Regions from separate parts of the Mus musculus genome. Here region 1 is linked to region 2. Evidence: chromatin contacts called from public promoter capture Hi-C data. All regions are on one chromosome and are shown on one strand. The core of a region is the stretch at or near the end of the contact, and the rest is flanking DNA. Distances in the headings are between cores, read along the strand shown.

Region 1 (7,150 bases), core at 1,932-4,431, 190 kb before region 2:
CAAAACACATTCCAAGACCAATTCTGTGTTTTGAAGAAACTGGTCGCAAGACTTTTCTCACAAGCACTCAGAATTCTCACAGGACTCCATTCTTGGACCACGTTCCTACAGTGATGCTTTGTGACATAATGAATGTGCTTAGCACCATGATCACACAATCAGGGCTGAACTTGTAACTTTGATGTGCACTTGATCACAGTTCACCAGTTGAGATGGTGGCACGCGTCTGTAATCCACCTGGAAGAACGTGGCAGGAGGATTGCTCCAGGTTTCAGGCCACCCTGGCCTACATGTTAAATTTTGACTTAGATTACACAGGACTTCAACAAAACACAAGCCAACTAAGATTACAACTATTGACAATATAGCTCAATATAGTCATAAAGATGGCTTTTGACCCAACAATCCAATCTTTGAGCATTTTCCAATAGAAATGAAAACCAGTGTGCACCAGGTGGACATAGAATGCTCATAGCAGCACTGTGGGTAACAGCTCCCAGACAGCTCGGAACCTCCATGGTCACTAAGAGCAGATAGACGAGGAGTGCTGTGCCTATGTAAACGGATGGATTACAGTTTTGACAATGTGGCTGAATGCCACAAAGATGATGTTGAAGGAAAGTCAGTTGAAAGAGCATGCTGTATGTTGCCCTGTGGTTTTCCACTCATGCAGTTCAAGTCCAGGCAAATTCCAGGGCCGAGGGCTAACGGCAACCTCCTCAGGAGGTCATGCCTGCTTTGTGTGTGTGTAGACTGCACAGAATCTTTTATTCTGGATCTTTGTTATATGGCTATGTGTGGTTTATGAAAGTCATTTAGCTTTATGATTCATGCACTTGTCTGTAATTAGAATTTGACTTCAAAGTTTAACCACACACATGTTAGAATGGTTAAACTCCAGAGGACTGAGAACAAATGTTGGCATGCTGGCATGCTGGCACAGATACAAAGAGCAGGCACTCCCAGGATGGGTGGGAAGGTAAAATGGAACAACCACATTGGAACACACTGATAATTTCTTCCAAAACTAAATATGCTTTCATTATATAACCAAACAAACATACTCTTCTCGTCTAGTCAAAGAAGCAGAAAACTTAAGTCCACACCAGTGTCTGCACACGGGCATTGTGACGCCGGCCATTGCCTGGCAACTTGACTGGATTAACAGATGTCTACAGAATTAGTAAAATGCATAGTTGGGGGAGGGCAGGAGAGTGTGTGCTTTCTGAAACAATTAGATCACAAGATTCTGACCTAGTGAAAGTTTTAACTCATTGGCAGGTTTAACATTTTAATAGATTGTTGGCAGGTGGTAGGATGGTGGGAAGTGGATACTGAAGAAAGTAGGTGACTGAGAACTTGTCATTTTGGATTATGTTATCCTGGTCCCTTTCTGATGTCCTTCCACTCTGTTTCCTATACATCATGAACTGAAGACCCTCCCCTATCACATACTCCTATTGCCATGCTTTCTGCCCAAGTATCTTAAGTCAAGCAACAGACTAAGGAAAAGATTTGTAGGAGAGAAAATGAAATCTGTCAGGGAGTTGAGGTACTGTGATTACCCATAACCCGTTCTTGGCACTTAGTGGAACCCAGAGATCTATTGGTGGTAGGAAAATTAACGAGTCATGTCCAAAGGTGCAGCAGTTCAAGCCTGGTGTGCATGGAGATTATGAAGGGAAAGAGAACAGAAGAGAACTTAGGGTCAGGTCAGAATTCCAATTGCCAGGGGTGGTGACAGAGATTTATATATAGTCCTAGCACTGGGGAGGTAGAGGCATTGTGAGTTCAAGTCCAGCCTGGCCTACTGAGCAAGTTCTTGTCTCCACAAAAGATTTTATTTAGCAGCCAGAAGTTGAGCTGTAAACCAGGTAGAGATGGAGTAATGATTAGAGATGTCCATACATATGAGGGAAAGACAGGCCACATGGCAAACACTGCCAGAATTCATGTGGAATGGTGGCCGACGAGTCTATTTGCAGGAGTGGGAAATCAAGTTTAGTGTGGTGATTTGAATATGCTTGGCCCTCAGAGTGGCACTATTAGGAGGTGTGGCCTTGTTGGAAGAGGTGTGATCTAATTGGTGGAAGTGTGTCACTTTAGGGGTGGGCTTCAAGACCCTCCTCCTACCTGCCTGAGGAAAGTCTGCTCCTGGCTTCCTTTGGATGAAAATGTAGAACTCTCAGGTCCTCCAACGCCGTGCCTACTTGAATGCTGCCATGCTTCCTGCCATGATGATAAAGGACTGTATCTCTAAACCTGTAAGCTAGCCCCAATTGTTGTCTTTTATAAGAGTTTCCTAGGTCATGGAGTCTGTTCACAGCAATGGAAACCCTAAGACACTTAGCAAGAGCTGCTTTAAAAACATAGTGATATCAAGTTGGGATGGGCTGAGAAGTGTATGAGATATATGGACAAAAGACAAAGTGCTGTTATTTCAAAATCCTACATCTGTCAAGGAAGAGACAGTTCTGTCTGAGTGCAGTAAAAACTTCAAACAGTGGCTTGGAGGTCAGCTGGGTGGATCCACCTATTGCAGCTAGAGAATATCTGGTCTACATTTGCAAGGAAGCAATGACTTGTTACCTACTGCACCAAGAAGTCCACACAACACTGGCAAAAAAACCAAAAACAACAACAAACAAAAAAAACAGGTAAGGTGGTGTTGGAAAGGGCTGGTAGGATTGGGGTGTGTAGTCAATAAATTTGGGTACCTTTAAGGAAGTGAAGTCTTTGTGGATTGTATGGTAGGAAGAGGAATTAATTCCATGAGTGGCTCTTTTCTGAGACCAGGGAAAATACACAACACAACTTTGTAATTGGTAAAGCGTCATAAATTTGGTGGCTGAGATGAGGGATGTTTGTCACTTTTGTGGCTTGGCCAGTGATGGTGTTTTTTTCTGGTCTCTATCCCAGTGGGACAGCTGAGACCCCGCTGGGCGCCATCCTGCTCCCGGGCGGTCAGAAGGTGCTTTGCCTGCTCGGTCACACAGGGAACAGTGGACAGGTGCAGACCCGCCTCTCCGGCCAAAAGCCTGTCTGGATGTCAGGCTCGGCGCCACTCCTCCCTTCTTTCCGGGGAAACGCCATAACAATTTATCACGGGACCTAATGCCCAGGCCAAGAGCGCCCGTGCGCTTGCGCAGCCCACCCCCGCCCCGCCCCCGCGCGTAGCACTCTGGGGCGGCGGCTGGGCGGCGCGCGATTGGCAGGGTCTCCCGCGGTGAGTGACGGCGCCGCCGCCGCCGCCGCCGCCCAGGGTAGCGCGGAGCCTCCGCTCCACTGCCCCGCCGCCATGGACCTCTTCGGGGACCTGCCGGAGCCCGAGCGCGCGCCGCGGCCATCTGCCGGTAAGCGGCGCGGGGGAAAAGGGCGGCGCCGGGATGCGCTGCCTCCGCCATCTTCGCGCCACCGCCGCCTCAGTCTCGGCCTGTGGCTCCCGAGGCCGCAGCGACCGCGCGGTCCCTGTCCAGGCCTCGCGTGGCACACGCACGAAGTCCCGCGCCGAAGGGTCGGGGCACTCTGGCTTTAATTTGGCTACAGCAAGACTCCCAGCGGAATGTCCTGGTCCCGGGCCTGTTTGCGTCCTGGAAACCCCGAGAACTTAACAAGTTTCCGACTTCCAGCCCCTTGGTGCGGGGCGCCTGCACAGCCAATGCAGGGCGCTACGGCTAGATAACCGAGGCCGGGGATGGGGGGTGGCGTCTGCAGCCCACGTTTTGGGAAGGTCTTTGGCACGGAATAGGAAGGTGAAGAGGACCCAGCCTTTGCCTTCAGAGAGTTCAGTTCTGATCGCAGAGGCATAGGTTAAAAACCGTGGGAAACGCCAAGCGTCCGGAGTAACGGTACCCGAAGACTAGTGAGAAAGACCTGGGAAGGAGGCGGCCTTTAGCGAGGGCTTCGGCTGATGGTTTCCAGAGATTCTAGGCAAGGAAACAATGTTCAAAAGTGGGAGGGCTCAGATCTCCAGCTTGGCAGAGCGGGACGGGCTAGCATGGAAGAATGCTGGAGCTTGGGGTTATGAGAAGGTATTGACCTGTCCTCTTCACACCTGTGCTTTGGTTTTTAACCTGCGCACCTCCAGACTCCTGAGATGCTTTGTAGTGTCCTCTTTTTGCAGTTGTTCCTGGTAGTGGCACCGTTACGTACCCCCACCAACCACTCTGATGGTACAGAAGCTTCTAAGTAACTAGGCCTTGAGACTGAGTTTGATTCAGCCATGCTTTTTGAAGATAACCACCGTTACAGTTGTGAGTAAAGCTGGCCTCATACAGGCAGCCTTGCATCTGTCACTGGAGTATAACCTGTGTCTGAATGTGCTCGGACCAGAGTTTGGATTGCCAGATGTGCCTAGAAATCTGTCATCATTAGTAGTCCCTATTGCTTTTTATCCAAAGTTATTTTGGGTCTTCTCCGTGGTCAAGGCTCTCTTGACATGACCTAAAACCTTAAACTCAACTTGGGACTTAGCAGATACATGCGTTCCCCATGCCCCTTCCCTCCCTCCCTCTCTCCCCCTCTCCCCCCCAAACATATTGAGTAATCTGAAATAAACTCACTCCTATCCACTACAGGGGGTGGGGGAGACACAAAAACACATTCCAAGAATAATTATGTGTTTTGAAGAAACTGAGGTCACAAGACTCTTGTCTTGTTTTCTCACAGGCACTTAGAATTCTCCTCACAGGACTCCATTCTCAGACCATGTTCCGACACCATACTTTGCTTTAGTAAATGGTGTTGGTTGTTATGTAGTCATAAGAATAAGACTAAATTGCATACTGACCCTGCTCATGCATGGGTAAGTATAACAAATTTTCCAAAATAGTACTGGGAGCAATTAAGAAATAAGTCTAGTCATTTTCACATACTATAGGAAGATGTGTGGACAATGGAAACTGCTGTGTCTTCAGATCAAGCTTTGCACTGCCTTTGACCTTCAGGAACCGCTGGCAAATGTGTGTAATAAGTGATGCCTCCTGCAGATACTATGTGGAATAAAGAGAACCTGTGCGTTTGGTAGAATGCATGGCCCAGGTTCGATTCTATGGTCAGGGATTTGTAGATGATGGCTGGTGACATCCCTAGGATCTGCACTGTAACCACAACATAAAGGGACAGTTGTACTGATTCTGTAGAAAGTATGAGGTGTGTGGCATATGGCGCCACCACTCAGCACAGCAGCCATGTTTTGTTTCATTCTTTTGGTTGTGTGTTTTTTTTGTTTTTGTTTTTTTTTAAGTATCACATCTTATCTTCATACCCACAAGACAAATTTTTATAACCTGGAATAAGTATGTAGAAAGTATGTGTTTTATGTCTACAGATATTGTACTGAATTCCAGCTTCACTCCAGGACTTAAGAGATTTTGATAGTTGAGTATATCAATTTAAAATAACAATCAATCTTTTGCAGAAAGGAATTATACCTATTTTCTATCAGTAGTGGAACTTATAGATACATAAAATGCTGGCATAGATTGTTTGGTTACATAGAGTGGTTCACTTGTTTGCTTGTTAGAACATTTTGTTCAAAGCTGCTGGTCAGGCTAGAGCGAGAGCACATGGTAGAACACCTGCCTAGCATGTGTAAGGCCCTGGGTCCAGAGCTGGTACCAAGACAAAGCACCTGATGGTCAGCCTGGCGCTATTACTCAGCGCAAGAGCACATACTTAGCATGAAAAATCTTGAGTCTAGTCCTTAGCACCTCAAATAAAACTGATGTTTAATTGTCAAGGGCTATTTGCTCACCAGAGTAACTTAAACGTATGAAATTTAGGAGCCGGGGTGAAGACACATGTCTATAATCTCAGCAATTAAAGTATGCGGACATAGGCTTTTAGCCTTTACACACACTCGTATATACACCCACACAGTCACATGAGTATTTATTTGAGAAATGGAAATACAAACATAAAGGTTAAAATATCAGAAGAAAACATTACTTCTAGGACTTAGTGTATATGCAAGAAAAAAAGTAAGTCATAGTTAAGTGAATTGAGGAAAGAATGACAATATATGTTTTGAAGGGTTAATATAGTTATGCATAATGATTGAAAGATTCACAAGATCAATAAAAAGACAACCCCTTAGTACATATCTTTAATCCCAGCACTTACTAGGCAGAGGCAGGTGAATCTCTAAATTCAAGGCCAGGCTGGTCTAGCTCTACAAAGAAGTTCCAGGACAGTCAGGCTACATAATGAAACACTGTCTCCAGAAGACAAATGACAACTCTTATCATAATATATAATATCCAGAAGATGGAGTGCCTGGATAAATGATGGGGAGGAGGGGATGGTAATACAAGCTGTGATTGGAAAGGTGCACACTTCATTCCCGTTGGTGTTATGGATCAAAGTTGCATATTGTCTGGTGGTAGCTGACAGCTGTAGTTCACATAGTTTGGATTTCTGTTTATTCAAAACAGTGCAAAATTTTGGCTAATGAAAAGTTCCATAGTATAATAAATGACCCACATCCATTGTCTAAGATCAAATGTAGTATTTATAACCTATAGGACATTTTAAAGGATCCAGACACAAACATGTTTGACCATACTGATGATCTGCAGGATGACTAAAGAGGTCCTCATGAGCCAGCTTGGGGTTGTGCTGTAGAACTGTAAGGGTAAGTGTGGTCTTGGTTGAAGTCCAAGACAGCTGCTCAACTAGAGCCCACCCTGGGAATCTGCCAGCTGGGTTTGAGTCTCCACTCCCCATAGCCCACTCATCTTGGGCAGGCGTTTGGCCTTGGTGTCTCAGCTTCCTTCTCTTGGAGTAGTAACAGTACCTTATAGGATCCTTATAGTAATCAGTTGAGTTAAAGCATTTAGAGCCCTTAGTATAGTGCTTTACAAGCAGTGAGAATTTCATCTTACAGCTCATTCTCAGTTGTGGCCAGTAAGATGGGAAGGTAGTCTCTCTTTGTTTAATTAAGTACCTCTGGTGGCATTCTAGGGTGAGAGAGAGCAACATACTGTCCATTAGTGACAGTGCTGTTTGAACACTCAGTGTTATGGCTGAAGAGGGACTAGACTGGCATGAAGCAAGACATCTGCTGTGAGGAGTGCCTGTGAGAACTGAAGATACACCTGTTAGCTATGCAAAGACTTTTCCTGTTGAACAACGGTAGTGGAAAAACCAT
Region 2 (7,179 bases), core at 2,621-5,120:
GTCCTGTAATCCTAAGACTCCAAAGGCTAAGACAGAAGGAGGTTTGATAGACAGACACATCTTCTCATCTTCATAGGGGAGGGGGGCTCCCCAGGAGTTGGAGGCCAGCCTGGGTTACCCAGTGAGGTCTCTGTGGGCTATGTAGGGAGAATGTGTATAAAAGAAAATCACTAAATATCCAAATCAAGACTTTAAAAAAGAAAGAGCCAGTGAGACAGACGGGGGGGGGGGAAAGCCCTTGGCTCTGCAAACCTGGCAGCCTGAGTCCGCTTCCTATGGGAAAGGTGGAGGGAGAGAAAGATACCACCAGGCTGACCTCTGACCTCCACATGCATGCTGTGGACTTGCAGCCCCTCCCCACCAGCATTCCCGCACTGTGGGAGGGGTGTGTGTGTGTTTAAAACCAATAAAAAGGAACTTACTGATACATTAAATACAATAACATGGATAGGAAAATTCAAAAGCTCTTTCTCCCTTCTTTCTCTCGATCCCTCTCTGTTCTCACAGGTTTCCAGCCAGCTTCTCTTTCTGTCCTCTCTGTCCTCTCTGTCCCCTCCTTCTCTGCCCTCATGGCTCTGCTCCCTCTCTGTCTACCTCTACCCGTTTTCTGGGTCCTCGTTCCTTTCCCTCCCACCAAATAAAGTGGTTCATGACTTTAGTCCCACCACCTGGAGGCCACCCTGTTCTACACAGGTCCAGGACAGCCAGGGCTTATACAGGGGGTGGGGTGGGTGGGGGAACAGGCATGATTCTTAAGAGCCTAATCTAGGGAGAGAAAGAGAGAGAGAGAGAGAAAGAGAGAGAGAGAGAGAGAGAGAGAGCAAGAGCAAAAACATCAACTATAAAACCAGTAAGTAAGTTAGAGCAGCAAATTAACATGTAAATAATATACAGTGCCCTGTGCATAGGGCTGCACGCCTTTAATCCCAGCGTCCAGATACAGGGCAAATATATCTCTGCAAGTCAGTCTTCTTTATGAGACCTTGCCTAAGAAAGAAAGAGAGAGAGAGAGAGAGAGAGAGAGAGAGAAAGAGAGAGGAAAGGAAAGGAAAGGAAGGAAGGAAGAAAGAAAGAAAGAAAGAAAGAAAGAAAGAAAGAAAGAAAGAAAGAAAGAAAGAGAGAAAGAGAGAAAGAGAGAAAGAGAAGGAAGGTAGGTAGGAAGGAGAGGCACAGAAGGCCTCCGCAAAGTGCCCACAAGCTTCATCTAGCTGTACAGAACACATTAAAGTCTGTCATAAAACCACACTTCAACCTGTCAAGGGAGAAAATACCATTTGATATTGAAAAGCTTTTGATAAAAAGTCACTTCTTTCCCTCCTCCTCCTTCTTCCCCTACTTATCATTATTCTGAGACAGAGTCTTATTATGTAGTCCAGGCTGGCATCAAACTCACAATCCTCCCTCCTGGGCATGTACACCATCCTAGCACACAGCTAGTTCTGAAACCTCCTCTCTCATGAAGAGGCCCTTTCCCTCAGCAAGCACATGCTTCCATTCCTTGTGGGGCCTGAAACCATCCCATCAGCCAGGAAGGGGCCTTCAGGGCAGTGATTGCTGCCTTTGGTGGCAGAACTCAAGATCCCCAAAACAGATGGCAGGGACTTTCTGCCATGGGCAGAGGCTGCTGCCTGGACTGCAGAAAGTCTTGCTCAGTCCAGCACAGTCAGACATTGAGTGAACAGCTAGGGCTACCCGGGCAGTCAGTCTGCACAGAAGGTCTCCACTCCAGCGCAGGAAAAAGCAGCCCACCCAGCTTATTGGTGGTATTCAGACAAGCCAGGGAGATGCCCAGTGCTGTAGGAGGCAGCAGACACCAGGGCACCTTTCCCTGGGTTCTGGGAGATGTATGAGGGAGCCTTGCTAGTTGTTGGACTAAAGCACTTTGACACTTTCCTAGGCTAGGGAAGCGTGGGCAGCGCCAGTGGGATCTGAGCCAGCTGTGTCTCTCTGATAGTCGCACGGAGTGGTGTGGGATGTGCAGTGGGGGGAGGGAAAAGAAGGACACTCCACAAGTGATCCCTGGCTGTGCTGTGCCATGCAGAGGGGAGCTGAGTGTTAAGAAGTCTCTATGCTCTGCCAGCCTGCGACTTCCATTAACCATGTGGCTGGCAAATGAGTATTTTAAGATGATGTTGTCCAGAGCTCCTGACTTTGGAGCAAAGCCATTTCCCAGGCAGTACAAGGGTGTTGTTCAAGACATGGCAGCACGGGTGAGGTTGCCAAGACCCTGGGGTCAGCAACCAGCGACAGCACTACAGGCCTGGTATAGTACCTCTGCAGTCTCAAGTCACTTCCCTCACTCGTGTGCACACACGACACTCGCTGACCACCACTGGGCATCTCTTCTCTCTTCTCAAAGCCAAAAATTGGAACAAAGATGGGAGAAGGAATTCTGGGAGGATCTGGGTGGCAAGAAGGAGACTCCCTGCTGCATTGTGGATGCCCAATGCATGCAAGCACTCAGAGGCCCAGAGAACAATGATAAAAATGGCAGCTGAGATTCCAGTGCCCACCAGAGGGCACCACTCACTACAGCCTTCAGACCTAGGCAGAGGATCCCTGGGGAAGCCTGGTTTCTGTGTGAGCACCTGGTCTGCAGTGGTGAGTCCTCAACTCACCAACCTATGGGAAATGCAGCCCACACCCTGTACAGTCAGAGCTGGGACTCTCTCTTTGATCCCAGGAGAAGGAAGATCTGAGGGTGGGGGGTGGAGGTGAGGAGACATCGGGAATGTGTTTCTCAGAGGGGTAGTTTGACACATCTGTGGGCCACATTGCTTGGAGAAGGGTATCCCTCTTCTTCACAGGGCCCTGGTCTTGCTCGGTTAACAGAGTTTGCTGTTATCCATCTCCACAAGTGATGTCATCTGCATGACTGCTGAGCTGTGATGGAATCCCCACTCCTACATGGCCATCTGGGATAATGGTCCCAGAGCTAAGAGGGAGTGCCACCGAGCAGAGCCCAGGACAGCCTCCACTGCTCCCAGAGAGAGAAATGCCCAGCCAAGGGGACTGCTACAGTCCAGAGAGCCTGCAATTTGTTCTTAACATTTCTGGGGATTGAGACCGAGCTTGTAGGAGAGTGGGGTACAATAATGCCACACACTCCAGCCCAAACCCAGGCCTGGGGCTCCTCTGGCTAATGGCTGGTCGTAGCTTAAATATTTGCTCCTCTCCTGAACCTTGATGACCTCTCAGACTTCCATAGCTAAGACCAGCCTGCAGAGAAGCAGGTTCCATGGCAATGGGGGAATGTGGAACAAGGCAGATGTCAGGATCCAGGGGGGCTACTGAGACCAAGACAGGTCAGGCCAAGTCCCCACCACTTGGAATCCATAGACATCTCATGTTAACTAAAGGCATATGAAATGAGGCTTTAGGTTACAGTCTCTTATGGCTGGCTTGTGCACGCATGATAAGCCTAAGATGGCTGAAGGCTTGCTTGCTTTTCAGAGGGCAGGAAACCATGGTACCCTGCTATCACAGTGGGCTAGCCTTGTGACAGTGGGCATATGTGTTCCCTCCACAGACCAGGGTACTTGGTGAGGAATCCTATAGAGAGATCACAGAGGGCGAGTGCAGAGCTGGATGAGCCAGAAGACTTTTCATCTCCCATCCCTGCAGCTCCTTCCTCTCTCTCCTGAGAAGTCTCCTCTGTCCTGGCACCGTGTCCCTCTGTCCTCCTTTCTCCACCATTCCCACTCTTCAGGTTCCGGGCCAGAGAGAAGTCTGGGCACCTCTGCCAGGCCGGGAGGAAGAGAAGTTTCTAAATCCATCACTGGCCCCACATGCAGCTGGCTCTGGCACAGATGCAACCCATCGCTGCCAAGCCAGCTCCCCACGGAGAGGCCCCACCAGGAGGGTGGGCACAATGCCACTTCTGAGAACAGGCCTGGTCAGGCACCAGCTCCTGGGGCTTTGAGATGAGGCAGTGTTAACATTCAGCAAGCATCCGAGGCAAAGTCACAGAATTTTTTGCTAGTGCTGGCATCAGGGTCTGGACGGGGGCTTGTTCTATGTCAGTGAGCCCAGCCCTGGGGGCTGAGGACACAGGGCACAGTGGCTGACTACTGAGGCACAGGGAACATGTGGATTGAGTGTGATCTACCAGAGATCTCCAGGGACCCTCTCATGGGGACCCTCTGTGTAGCCAAGAGACGCTGACCTTGACTCCAGCTTAGTGAGGGTAGGGTATACGCAGACAGGGTAAGGCCCAACAGCTCCCACACTCTTGGGGACATGCCTTTGTCCAAGCCTGGGATTAGGCGTGACAGCCGGGATGCTATATTTGGATGCTGCCATCCAGGGTTGCTGTTGTCCTTACAAAGCACGCAATGGTAGCTGGAAGGAGGGGGCTGTCTCCTCCAGTCTACCCTCCACCCCAGCTTCCAGGCAGCTATCCAAAGCTTGCCTCTCCCCATCCCTTTCTTCCCAAGAAACTGTGACTCTAATAGCAGCCAGCAGACTTACAGGGCCTATCTGCCGGGCTTCCTGAATGTGTCCTTGAGCTGTCCTCCCTGCTGTACCCCTGCATGGGACAACTCATCACACAGGTTACCAACTCACTGTACCACATATGGCCCTCCTGTCCTAGCCCAACCTCTTTCAAGGGACTAGAGAAGGGAAGGATCTGGAACATTCTACTCCTGTAGTGTCCACTCTCAATGCGACTTTGCAATAGCAAGTTACTGTTCACAAAGCCTCCATATTTGCAGCTTTAAGTGGGTCCAGGTGGTTGCCAGCAGCTTGTACTGACAACCTCCACTGAGGATCCCTGCTTCCTGGGAATGCCCCTGAATGCTACTTGTGACGCAGCCTTCTGCCTCTTGCTAATTCGAGGGTCACTGAGACATGCCAGCAGGTGAGATCATTTGTCCCAGGACTTGGCACCGAATTGGCCACCACAGATGTAAGAAGCGACCATTGTCAGGTGTGTAAGATGCCAGACCAGTGTGAAGGACATGGGACAGGATGTGCATCAAGAGTTGTCGATCTATAGCGAGAATGGGAAGCATTGAGGCAGGAACCTCCCGGTGCTCGCTGTCACTGCAGGAAGCCTTACTAACTGGATGGATGGAGGGACTGTCCTTGACTCTGGTTGAAATCTGGGACATGAGACAGGGAGGAAGTTATGCCTGAGAGAAATAGGAAGGGACTTGAAGTTGAAGCTCCCTGAAGAAGGGACAGTGGCCATGGCTTCTCTGTGTACTTTAACTTCCTGTCTTGACATTGTTCCAGGCAGGAGGCTGGTGGCATGCTGGATGCTGGTTAGGAGTGATGTCCATTCCTACCTGCTATTGGGTTAGACCCCAAGGAAGAACATGGGTTCCTTTAAGGGGATACAGCTCTAGGAGGGCAAAGAAGGCCCTGTCCTGCTTAGTCCTTGGTGGTCAGCACCACTGGCCTCGTGCCTGTCACATTCCCAGCAAATAACTACTGAGCAGAGTCAATCACTTGTCTTAAAGCCTTCTCTCAAATACTTAGACCCTTAACTAACTTGTCAACGGATACCCTCTCCAAAGGGGATAATAGCCATGCCACACTGGGACCTCAGCTCCTGCAAAGGTCTGTTCAGTCTTTGAACATGTTAGGCACGGTGTGGCAGCTACTGTCCCCACTGGAAGGGAGAAGCCAACAGCTTCAAGGAATATCTCCTTTATTCAAAACCATCCTGGTTGTAAGCCTGGGTCATAGAAGAGCTGCTATATACCAAAACCTACAGAGCCTCAGACTCATCTGGCTTGGGGGGTTTACTCCCACCCAGGGCCAGCTGCAGAAGGGGACTCAGGTGCCCATCCATGTTCTTTATCCACAATTGGCCTCGATGCAGGCACCAGGCTCTGCTTGCACCTTCCACTTGGCTGTGTCTCAGGAAGGAGTCTTTTGAAATGCTGCCACCCCTTGGATCGTGGAGTCATAAAGGCCAGGCAGAACTTCCACTGTGTCAGTGCTCCAGGTGGCCAGGCCTGGTTCCATGTGACAGCAATGGTAGCACTCTGGTCTGCTGAGGGAAATTATCCTCAGACCTAGGGAGTGGCAAAGGTTAGCTCTTGGCACCATGGTGTCAGCTGACAGTCATTGCAACATCCAACCAGGAAATGTTTTTTACAAAGTGAAAGGCCAGAAGTAAAAACAGACCTTCTAGAAGAATGCAGCCAGAGAGAGGGTGTAGCGGCCAGGAGTAAAAAAGGGTGTAAATGTGGTCAAAGGATGGGTGGGACACAGTCCTTGCAAAGAGCAAGAGGTGGAAGAAGGTGTTAGATTTGCAGAGTCCATGACTGACAGTGTGAGGACACTATCCATCCTTCAAAGACCAGACCTAAGAGTTGCTACACAGGCTGATGTCCACATAGTTGAAGGGAAGCCACCATCATAAGGTTTCATCAACACTTTAAGCTGAAAGTCAGACTTCCAGCCACATATCCATCAACCAGCCAGTCAATCAGCTGTAATTGCTCCATCTTCTCACCTAACATTGACACCAAAAACAATGGAACCCAGGGAGTGGAACTTCAGGGAACATGCAAACTTGTTACCCTGTCAAGCTGTCACGTGAAGGTGGCAGGAAGCACCTTAGGCAATCTGAATTCTGTGAATGTCTTAAACGCACAGCTTATTTCTAATAATAGATTGAATTTTTAGAATCTGTACCGAAGGGAATGAGGGTGTTAAAAAAAATAATAAGACACTTGTAAATTAACAACCCATCTGCAAAGCGAACAAAAGCCAGATCAGAGCCAGGGTTGCTAGGATGAGATGCCAACTCGATGATATGACTGTACAAGAGAGACACAGTAAAACAGTCAAACCAAATAGAGAAGACTGAGGGAGGGGCGGATTTTAAAACATAAAACTGCAGGTGGTGAGGAGTGAGTGGGAGGGGAAGAGAGATGTAGGGAGAGAGGAAGGGAGGGAGAAGGGTTGGAATCAGAAATTGCTGCTTTTGTGGAGAGGGACACAACTTGTATGGATTGTCAAGAAAATAAACACAAGGATACAAATGTGTGTGTTTCACACATCTGGGTTGGCTGGGTGAAAAATAGCTTACCAATATTACAGTCTCACTTAAGAAGAGAAAACATATTTATATCTCAACAATAGGGGGAAACAGTATAGAAAGAGGGGGAACACCTAAGAAGACAAAAGGTGGAGTGTCTGAGGGAGCAAAGAACGCATCCC

Evidence for each region. Promoter capture Hi-C pulls out the DNA fragments that hold promoters and counts their contacts.
Region 1: a contact with region 2 is called in a promoter capture Hi-C map of hippocampal neurons, with 2.4 times the contacts expected there. The contact joins the promoter of Ilkap here to the enhancer-like site in region 2. A contact is called at or near these places in 2 of 39 promoter capture datasets (the HPC-7 cell line and hippocampal neurons), 3 of 115 datasets of contacts at active chromatin or transcription factors (the HPC-7 cell line, effector CD8 T cells and pancreatic cancer cells) and 3 of 9 other capture datasets (adipose tissue, liver and pancreatic islet).

What each region holds. Positions count from the first base shown.
Region 1 is chr1:91,394,854-91,402,003 of GRCm38.p6, reverse strand. Ilkap (integrin-linked kinase-associated serine/threonine phosphatase 2C) reads left to right here and starts at 3,181. Exons shown (of 12, transcript NM_023343.3): 1 at 3,181-3,353. The coding sequence starts at 3,299.
Region 2 is chr1:91,206,677-91,213,855 of GRCm38.p6, reverse strand. The region is part of intron 2 of Ramp1 (receptor (calcitonin) activity modifying protein 1); the gene reads right to left. Among named protein-coding and RNA genes, the nearest start is that of Ramp1, 30 kb to the right of the region's middle. Within about 2 kb of position 3,870, at least 78 of the 459 cell types and tissues checked have an H3K27ac peak or open chromatin away from gene starts, as enhancers often do. A contact at or near this core is called in hippocampal neurons, where this site is marked.